Linked DNA regions of Oryctolagus cuniculus: region 2 is linked to region 1. A link is a contact called in public Micro-C data. All regions are on one chromosome and are shown on one strand. The core of a region is the stretch at or near the end of the contact, and the rest is flanking DNA. Distances in the headings are between cores, read along the strand shown. Region 1 overlaps MARK2 (microtubule affinity regulating kinase 2). Region 2 holds the start of MARK2 (microtubule affinity regulating kinase 2).

Region 1 (4,558 bases), core at 803-3,302:
AGGGCAGCTCCTGAAGCAGCTGCACGCCACGGGCCCCTGCCGACAGGATCTGAGATACCAGGCGAGGCTAAACGAGACGCCAGAACAAGGAGTTCAAGAGTAATACAGGCAGGAAAGAAAGGAACTGCTGTCTTCTCACAGCAGAAGCCCAAGCCCACCAAGGACTCACACACACCCCATTTACCTCCCTGCTGGTGCCTAAAGCCCTCCACCCTGTCAAGTGACTGTGGCATCTAACGCTGAATGCCGACGCTGGCTACCCCATGAAGAGGTAGCCAAGCTCATGTGCGCTGGCCGACATGTTTATGGGCAAGATGATTAAAACAACCTGCCAGGGGAGGGGAGGAGGGCAGACCCTGTGTACGGGGCAAGCCCAGCACAGAGGCCTCCCCCCAAGAAATCTTTTGCTCAAATATGAAGCAGAAATCTCTCACTAAATGCCAAACCAGCTAACCATGCCAAACACCACGATGATCAAATGACCTTGAAGCACTGCTCGATTTTTCCAATATTCTTTGTAGGAAAGGTTAGTGTTTTGTTTTGGTGGTGTGTGTGTGTGTGTGTGTGTGTGACTAGGAGGATGGGTGACACAGGGCCCTGAAGAGCTCCACATTAACTAACACCCAGGCAAAGCCTTTCCAGCCTACCAAGAAATATGTGTATACGGACACCTGGATAAGCTTCTAGATCTTAGATGCCCAGACCCCCAGCCAGAAGCCAAATTGTTACAAGCAGAATTTCCTGTGGCCACTTCTTGCCTGTCAGAACTGGGAGGGAGAGAACTCTACCATTAAGTCTAGCTCCAGGGCAGAAAGGACCAGGGAGCCTGGAGACCAGGTCAGGGCCATCTAACCAGCAGGTCAAGCTGACGATGGCAGTCGCTAGTCACTAGGAACGAACAGGGCAAGGCAGGCAGCACCTGAGCCCTTGGCTCCAGGCAGGCTGAGCTGCAGAAGTTACCTAGCTGTGCTGAAGCTGGCCTTGGGCTCGGTGAAATCAGACTTTCTCCCCTCTCTCTGCAAAACCATTTGTCACAGCCCCCACTCAGCACGCTCGGCTGCTACCTGCTGGGAGGCACCCAAGTCTCAGCAGCAGCGAGGGGGTGTTTCCCCTTGGGTGCTGCCTGGATGCCTGGTGAGACTGGCAGAAGGATAAGGCGGAACCCCTTCTCCAGGCAGCCCACGCTGGCTGTGCAACAGCGGCTGGAGACCTGTGCTCCCCCCTCAACACCCCTTCCCAGCTAAGGAGCAGCCATCACCCTCTTAACCTCCACCCAGTCAACAGGCCCAGGGGTTGAAGGTAGTAAGGGAGGGTGAAAAGAGATGGTGTACTGGAAGGGATCCCAAGAATAAACCCAAACCGCCCTCCCACCCGCACCCAGCTCTTCTGAAGAGCAGGGCTGTTTAGAAGCACTTGTCATCTCCCAGCGCGTTGGAGAACAGGGAGGCCTGGGGCAGACCTGGCCGGCACCTGGCCAGGTCACTATCTCCCCTCAGGAGCCCTGGTCTCCACCACCACCAGAAAGACAGCGCACCTGCCAGCGGGCGGCATCTGCCAGCGCTCACATACTCACGCACCCACTAATCTTCCTCCAGACCACTGCCGTCACGCGGGGCTGTGAGGGGGCTCAGTCTCGCTCTGAGCTGGTCACTCCAGTTCGCTTGGCAGCGAGGGGGTGGCAGGAGAAGGAGGGAGGGAGATTATGATTCTGTACTTTCAAGTCCCGCCCCTGAAGTCAGGGAGGGAAGCAGCTGGCTTCCCGCTGCCAGAGCTCAGATCCGGGCACTACAGAACCAGCTGCATCAGGAGAACTGCGGGAACGTGCACACCAAACAAACTGGCAGAAGCAGGGGCAACCAGCCAGGCTACAGGTGGGCTGGTCTACAGCCAAGAACGCGGAATGGTCTTCCTATCACAAGTGGAACCAAGTTGGAGGTGGGCAGCTTACGGTCTCGGGAAGAGGCAGGACTGGCACAGGAACAAGACTCCTTGGCTGGGGGAGAGGGGACAGCCGAGGTGACAGCGGGGGAGTGCTGTCCAGGAGGCCCCATTCCAGCCTCACATTAAGCTAAGCTCTGGCCACTCCAAACACTTGTGCATGGGCTGCCAGAGAGGCACACAGGGGCACTCTCACTAGCTGTGTTGTGCAACCTGGTCTTGTCGAGGGCATGCAGGAGCCACAGAGGACAACCCGCCCACAGGAGGGGCGCTCCTCCCTTTCCTGTGCATAGCCCAAGGCAGCCACGAAGAGGTGCTGTTGAGCAGCAGAACCACGCGTCAGGAGTGGCAGGAGGGATGGTCACTTCCTCTTCCTCACCAACTGCTACCATCAGCCTCTACAGGCGGCCTCTAGGAGCCTGCAGAACCTGGGGTGGGGGCAGTGGGGACAGCAGCTACAGTCTGTGACTCATTCCCTGAGGAAAGAGAAAGCGATCTTCACCCCCGGGGTCGGAGCAGGCACCATGTCCTGGACTAGCCCTGCTGCAAACCGAAAGCCAGAATCCCTGTCCAGGACCGAAACCTCGGCCAGCCCACTCTGCACCCGCACCTGCACACAGAAAAACCTGTCCCTTTCACGCCACAGCACAGCATATGGCAGGGAGCACCCACAGTCCTCTCAACAGGGCACCCAGCACTGGGAACAGGAAGCAATGGTGTTTCACATTCAGAGCATGACTTAAAAAAAACAACTCACTCTATAGATAGGTATCAATTGTGTGTGTATGTGTGTTATGCATACCTATGACACACAAACAACGGATCTCCCTTGCACTGTGTGTATGCACCTCTAAGACCCACATGGGATTGGGATTTCCCTCCAACGGCACTCACTGGCTGGCTCCTTGCCCTCGCCCTCCTCCCTTCCTAGAATCTCCCCCTGTCTTCAGATGCAGCATGTCCTCCCCAGCCTCCAGGTCTCTGCGAGGGTTTCCCACTGCCTGGGGCAGTGCCCTCCTCCCCCGAGCCTCCGCTGCACAGCACTTCCTCCAGGCAGCCTGCTGGTCCCTCCGGCATGCTCCAGCTCAGCCCTTCTTTTACCAGGACTGAGTGGCAAATTTCCTTCTCAGCTCTTGTTGGCCATGACAAGAGCAAGCGCAGTCTGAGGGTCTTTTCCACGACTAAGTCACTTCTGTGTCCTCAGCGCCTGGTGCCTAGCAGCTCTCCAGAAGTCACAGGGAGAGTCAGGGTCATCCTGCTTTCCCGGGTGACTCCTCCCCCCATGGCTCTTAGCACAGCTCTGCTTCCACCGGGGCCAGGGTCCATTGCTGGGGACCCCTCAGCACCCCAGTGGCTGTGGTCTCTTGCAGGGTTTCAGAGCTCCTCTCCAGTGGGTGGAGCAGGGCCTGCTGCCCTTCCTCGTGTCCTTTCCCATGGAGGCATAGGCTGCCCTCCACAGCCCTCTAAGCAGGACTGCCTCTGAAGTGGAAGCAATGGGGGTGTAGCAAAGGGCCCAAGAGAGACCTATTTGAGACCCAGCTCTGCCCAAACAAGTTATATAACTTTGAGCAAGTCATTTACTCTCTAGGGATCCATGCTTCCACGCTTGCAAAATTAGGGGTCAGAGAAGAGCTTGGAGAGGGGGGTCTGTCCCACGTGGATGTGAAAGCTCTCATCGCCTCTGTACTAACAGGCCTTCCAGCCCCGTCCCTGAGACCACAGCAGGAAGTGGGCATGGACTGCATGTCCTGAAGCCCACTTCCTGACCTTGGCTTACGTCAAGTCAACCGGCCTGTAAGTAAACCTCACTTAACATGCCTCATGCCTTGAACACCAGGCCCACACACTGGAAAGTCGCTTATGCCTAGCGCTGAAAAAATTAAAGGTAACCTAGGTGACAGCTCCAGAAATTAAGGTACTAAACATCAGCACTCCTTAGTAACATTACAAACCTGAACTTGGGGTGCCCTAGGGAAGGATCCTGTTCGTCCCTAAACCTCATTTACCTACCACCACAAGCACCTCACCCCTTCCAGCCTCTACAGACCAAAATGTAGCAATAAGATATACACCACGACACAACCCATCTCCAGCAGGCCCCAGGAATCTGCAGGTGTAGGTGCAGCCACTGGTGGGACTGGCGGCACACCTAGTACCTTGCACCTGCCCCCACTCACACCCTGATTCCCACAGCAGTTGGTCTGGTCTGTGAGCTGCCCACCTACCTGCCTGCCTGCCTGCCATGGGCAAGTAATCTGTCAGGAGAAACTGACTTGGCAAAGCCCAGCAAGCTGCAGTTTCAGTCTCCCTGCCCCGAGTGGGGGCAGGGGGAACACGTACAAGCAACCAGTCTAACAGGTCTGCATTTCCACCGCCCTGCACAGCTGGTGCCTTCTTCACGGGTTCAAACAGGAGACTGAAAAGTCAGATGGAGCTCTCAAACTCTAGGCCACAAAGATCAGGCAATCAGGAAGAAAGGAGAAAATGTCATCTTGGAGCTGGTGCTGTAGCGTAGCAGGTAGAGCCACTGCTTGCAGTATCGGCATCCCATACAGGTGCCAGTTCGAGTCCTGGCTGCTCCACTTTCAAACCAGCTCTCTGGTATGGCCTGAGAAAGCAG
Region 2 (4,208 bases), core at 430-2,929, 33 kb after region 1:
AGCAACGGGAAGGGAGCAGGGACGGCACAGCAGCACACGGGGGCGGGGGCTGTCCGCAGGACCTGAAGACGGCAGGAGAGGAGCAAACCCCGCGGGGAGGCACGGAGAGGAGGCGAGGCGAAGCCAAGGGGGCAGCAAGGCAGTGAGCAGGGAGTGACAGGCACCGAGCGTCCGGGTGCGCGCCGCAGAGGCCCGGGAGAGAAGTGAGCAACAGGTTGTGTGAATACACAGGGCGGAAACAGCGAGCGACCGTCCCGCGGGGTGCGGGCCGCGGCCAGGGCAAAGGCCGGCGGGGCACGCAGGGCGCCGAGCAGGAGGCGCAGGGGCTTGGGAACCGAACCCTGGGGGAGGAGAGCACGAGGGGCCCCCAGGGCTCCGAAGGCAGGGAGGACAGGAACCCCAGAGCAACCTGTGGGCAAACTGCGCGCATGACAGCTGGGAAACACGGAAGCGACACGGGCAGCGCCAGGAGCCGGGGAGCTCCCGGGGAAAAGACGGGAAAGTGATGAGCAAAGAGTAGGCGAGCGATCCGGAAAGGGGATGAGGGTGGAGCTGGTGGGCTGCGGGCAACAGCGAGCACGCGGGGCTGAGGACGAAGCGGGGCGGACACAGCTGGGCAGCCGCAAGCGGACAGGGCTCGCGGCGAACACCCTCCCGGGCGAGGACCCTGCGGGTCGTCAGCAGGGACCGGGAGAGCCGGCGCGGGCGGAGGGAGAGGTGGCCGACGATCTGTGGCCAGGCGCGGGGTGCTGCTCGAAGCGTGGGTGGAAGAAGACCAGAGAGGGCCCAGAGAGAAAAAGGGAAGAGAGGGGAAGCTGAGGAGGTTAACACGGAAGAGCGCAGGAGGGCGGCGAGGGGCGGAGGGGGGTTGGCAGGGCGACAAGTGTGCAGCCTGGAGTCAGTTCAAGGTGGGTCCCGGGTCAGGACTCGGAAGGGGGATGTGCAGGGCCGGATGACAGGGCAGCCGGGGCACGAGGAGAGCAGAGGAGGGAGGAGGCTCCGCAAGGTGCAGGGGCCCAGCCAGAGAATCCGGGGAGCCCTCGGGGCTCCTTACCTGCTCCGTGTCCCTCTCGTTCAGCGTGGGTAGGGGGGTCCGGGCGCTGGACATGGCGCCGGTATCTCAGGGGAGGGAACCGAGAAGCTCGGAGTAAGGGAGGGAAGGGAAGGCGCGGAGCCCGGCCGGGCGGGGCTTCTCACAGCAGGAGCGCCCGCCGCATGGGCCCCGGCCGGGGGTGCGGGGAGGCCGGGCAGCCGCTCACGCCAGCCCGGGGATGCGCCGCTCGGGCTAGGCCGCGCCGGCTCCGAGCGGCTCCGGACCGCACCCCCCCGACCCCCGGCTGGGCTGTGCCGCCTTTCGGCCGGGCTGCGCCGCTCCGCCTACTCTCTGCCGCCGCAGCCGGCCGCCTGCCTCGCTCCTCCCCTGCCCTCAGCGGCACTGCTCCGCGCCCGGCACACAGGCAGCCGCCGCCGGACCTGCTGCTCCCAACATGGCCGCCACCACCGCCGGCCCTCGGCTCTTTCCGCCGGCGGCAGCCGGAAACATCCGAAGCGCTTAGGAACGGGAGGGGGGCGCGCCTTCTCCTCTCGGCCGGGGTCTACGGGTCAATTCCGGAAACAGCCGAAGAAGGTAATCCCCGGAGACGCGCGCACCTCCTCGATTCCGAAGACCGAGCTTCGGCTCTGTTTACGGAAATCTACGAAGCGGCTCCGGGCCCTCCTGAGCCGCCCAAGCCACGCCCACCGCCCTTTCCCCGCCCACGTCAAGCCGGCTTTCGGCAGTTTCCGGAAACACCCGAAGAGGCTCCGCGTGCGGAGCCGGCCACGCCCCCGTCCTGCTGAGCGGCCGAGGGCGGCAGTCGGCCATTTCCGGCAACACCCGAAGCCCGCCGAGTCCGCGGTCATTTCCCCCCCGGGGTTCCCAGAGCCTGGCTCTTCGTTTCTTTCCGTCAGTTTTCGGGTATTTTCAAACCTTGGACGGGACGCGTGGGTCCCCGTGCGTGTTGTTATTTGACTAAAAAGAGGACGAGGCTGTTAGCCATCCATCCCTGTGGCCGGTGTACTTTGGACCTGGAGCAGCTTCCTGCTGCGTGTCTGTTCGTCCCCCTGTCGGTTATCTCATAAAATCCATCTTCTGTTTATCCCGCACCACAGGCCGTCAACATGTGTCACCTGACAAACGCAACGTCAGTCTATTACCTACCTGCCTCCCGCCCACCACCTGCCACGGGCTCTCCTGTCTGTGAATGGCCGCACCTGGTCCGCAGGTCGGCAAGGGACCAGGTCAGCGTCCGACACACTCCGCTGCGGGAACGCCCAGGGCCTGCCTTGCAGCCCCAGCTCTGCGATCCTGGGAAACCCACCTGCCATCTCTGAGCTTAGGCTCCTGTCCCCTCCACCGAACGGATTTATCCCAGAGATGACTTTAAGTGCCCCTGCCAGGTAAGGCAGGAGAGATCGTCTCATCTTTTTTTCTTTTAAAAAACAATGCACCTTTTCTAGCGGTAAGGTCGACGTGGGACGCCCGCATCCCGTCCCTGACTGGCCGGGCTCAAGCCCCCGCTACTCTGCTTCCAATCCAGCTTCCTCCTCATCCACACCCTGGGAGGCAGCAAGTGATGGCTCAAACACCTGTGTCCCTGCCACCCACATGGGAGACCCCAGGATTGAGTTCCGGACTCCAGGCTTCTGACTGGCCTAGCCCTGGCTGTTGTAGGGATTCTCCTCCGTCTCTCTGCCTTTGAAATAAAATGAAATTTTAAAAAATAAACATAGCATGCATTCCCACGTGGGAGACCCAGAAGCAGCTCTGGACTCCTGGCTTCGGCCCTGGCCCAGCCCTGGCAGTTGCAAACATCTGGGGAGGGAACCAGCAGATGGAAGATCAATCTCTCTTTCTCTCTCTCTCTGTAACTCTCCCTTTCAAATAAATAATGAAATATTTTTTAAAAAGTGTGCATTTTCCATGAGCTTTTATTCACTTATTTGAGCGGCTAGGTGTAGGAGTTGGGAAGGGCCTTCATCCACTAAGACTTACTTGCCCATAGTCTACAACGGCCCAGTCAGGCTGAAGCTGGGAGTTGGGAACTCCATCCAGATCTCCGATGTGGGTGGCGTGGGTGGAGGAGACCCCGGTACCTGAGCCATGGCGGCTGCCTCCCCAGGTCTACATTAGCAGGAAGCTGGAGTTAGGAGCAGGACCTGGGCACTGGACCCCGATGCCCACTCCGATACGGAACCCAGGTGTCACGGCTGGCATCTTCCATGCTAGCCTAAACGCGTGCCCCAGGCCTTCCCTTCATTCCCACGTCACTGTATCTAAGACAAAGAAACTGGGGGGAAAGGGAGAGGACCCCGCTGAAAATGACAGTTCTCCCGGATGAGTGACACAGAGAACAGGCCTGTACAGAAGTAGCTTTTCTTCCTTCCTGTGGGCCTCAGTCTCCCCATCCGTAGAGTGGGGTCGCTGGATTCACGAGCCCCTGACTCAAACAGGAAGTCCGTGTAGTAACCTCCGTGCACTTTTACTTCCTCCTCGACTGTCTCACCCAGGAGATGCAGCAGCCCGGGCTCATCTCTCCAGCTCCAAGCCGTCCCCACTCATGGCACCCGGGACGTGTTGGAATTTGCCTCTCTCCTGCCCCAGGGCTCAACGGCGGCTCAAAGTGGGCAGCAGCCAGAGGCCCCCTAGGAGCGAGATCAGGCTTAGGCAAGAGGTCCCAGCGGTTATGGGCAAAGTGCTGCCTGGACCTCTGGCCCTTGACTTCCAGCTCGCAGCTGGTGGTGCCAATCAGAGAAGCAGAGAGGCCTGTGGAAGTCTCCCTAAGGCCACAGGTGCCACCTGCAGTCTTAGGATGCTGCCAGGACTCCAGGCATCTTTGCAGGGCACAGCCCGGCTCCATTCAGGCCCCAAACCACTGAGAAAGACGTTGGTGAACGCGCACCTGAGGAGGAAAAGAGGAAGAGGACCCACCAGGCATGCCACTTCCCCCTGCCCCAAATTCAGCCCCCAAAAAATCTACGAGAACCATCTGCCCTCTGGTGGCCAAAGGGAGACACAGTGCTGCTTCCTGGGCCTGCCAGTCTCTTAAGACTGGAAAGGCAGGGGAGGGGATTGGAGAGCAAAGGAGGGGGGCGTTCAGAGCCTCCCCTGGCCTGTGCTGTCCTGTAGTAAACTCTTCCTCCCGTGTGCTCCCTACTCCTCTCTCCCT

The links. A called contact is a pair of places that touch in the nucleus more often than the background predicts.
Region 2: a Micro-C map of ear pinna shows a contact between it and region 1, with 2.0 times the contacts expected there. The contact joins the promoter of MARK2 here to the enhancer-like site in region 1. A contact is called at or near these places in 2 of 6 Hi-C or Micro-C datasets (ear pinna and an unstated tissue).

Annotation. Positions count from the first base shown.
Region 1 is chr1:7,329,034-7,333,591 of mOryCun1.1, forward strand. The region is part of intron 1 of MARK2 (microtubule affinity regulating kinase 2); the gene reads right to left. Among named protein-coding and RNA genes, the nearest start is that of MARK2, 33 kb to the right of the region's middle. Within about 2 kb of position 2,053, at least 2 of the 8 cell types and tissues checked have an H3K27ac peak or open chromatin away from gene starts, as enhancers often do. A contact at or near this core is called in ear pinna, where this site is marked.
Region 2 is chr1:7,362,728-7,366,935 of mOryCun1.1, forward strand. MARK2 (microtubule affinity regulating kinase 2) reads right to left here and starts at 1,680. Exons shown (of 16, transcript XM_051833086.2): 1 at 1,055-1,680. The coding sequence starts at 1,108.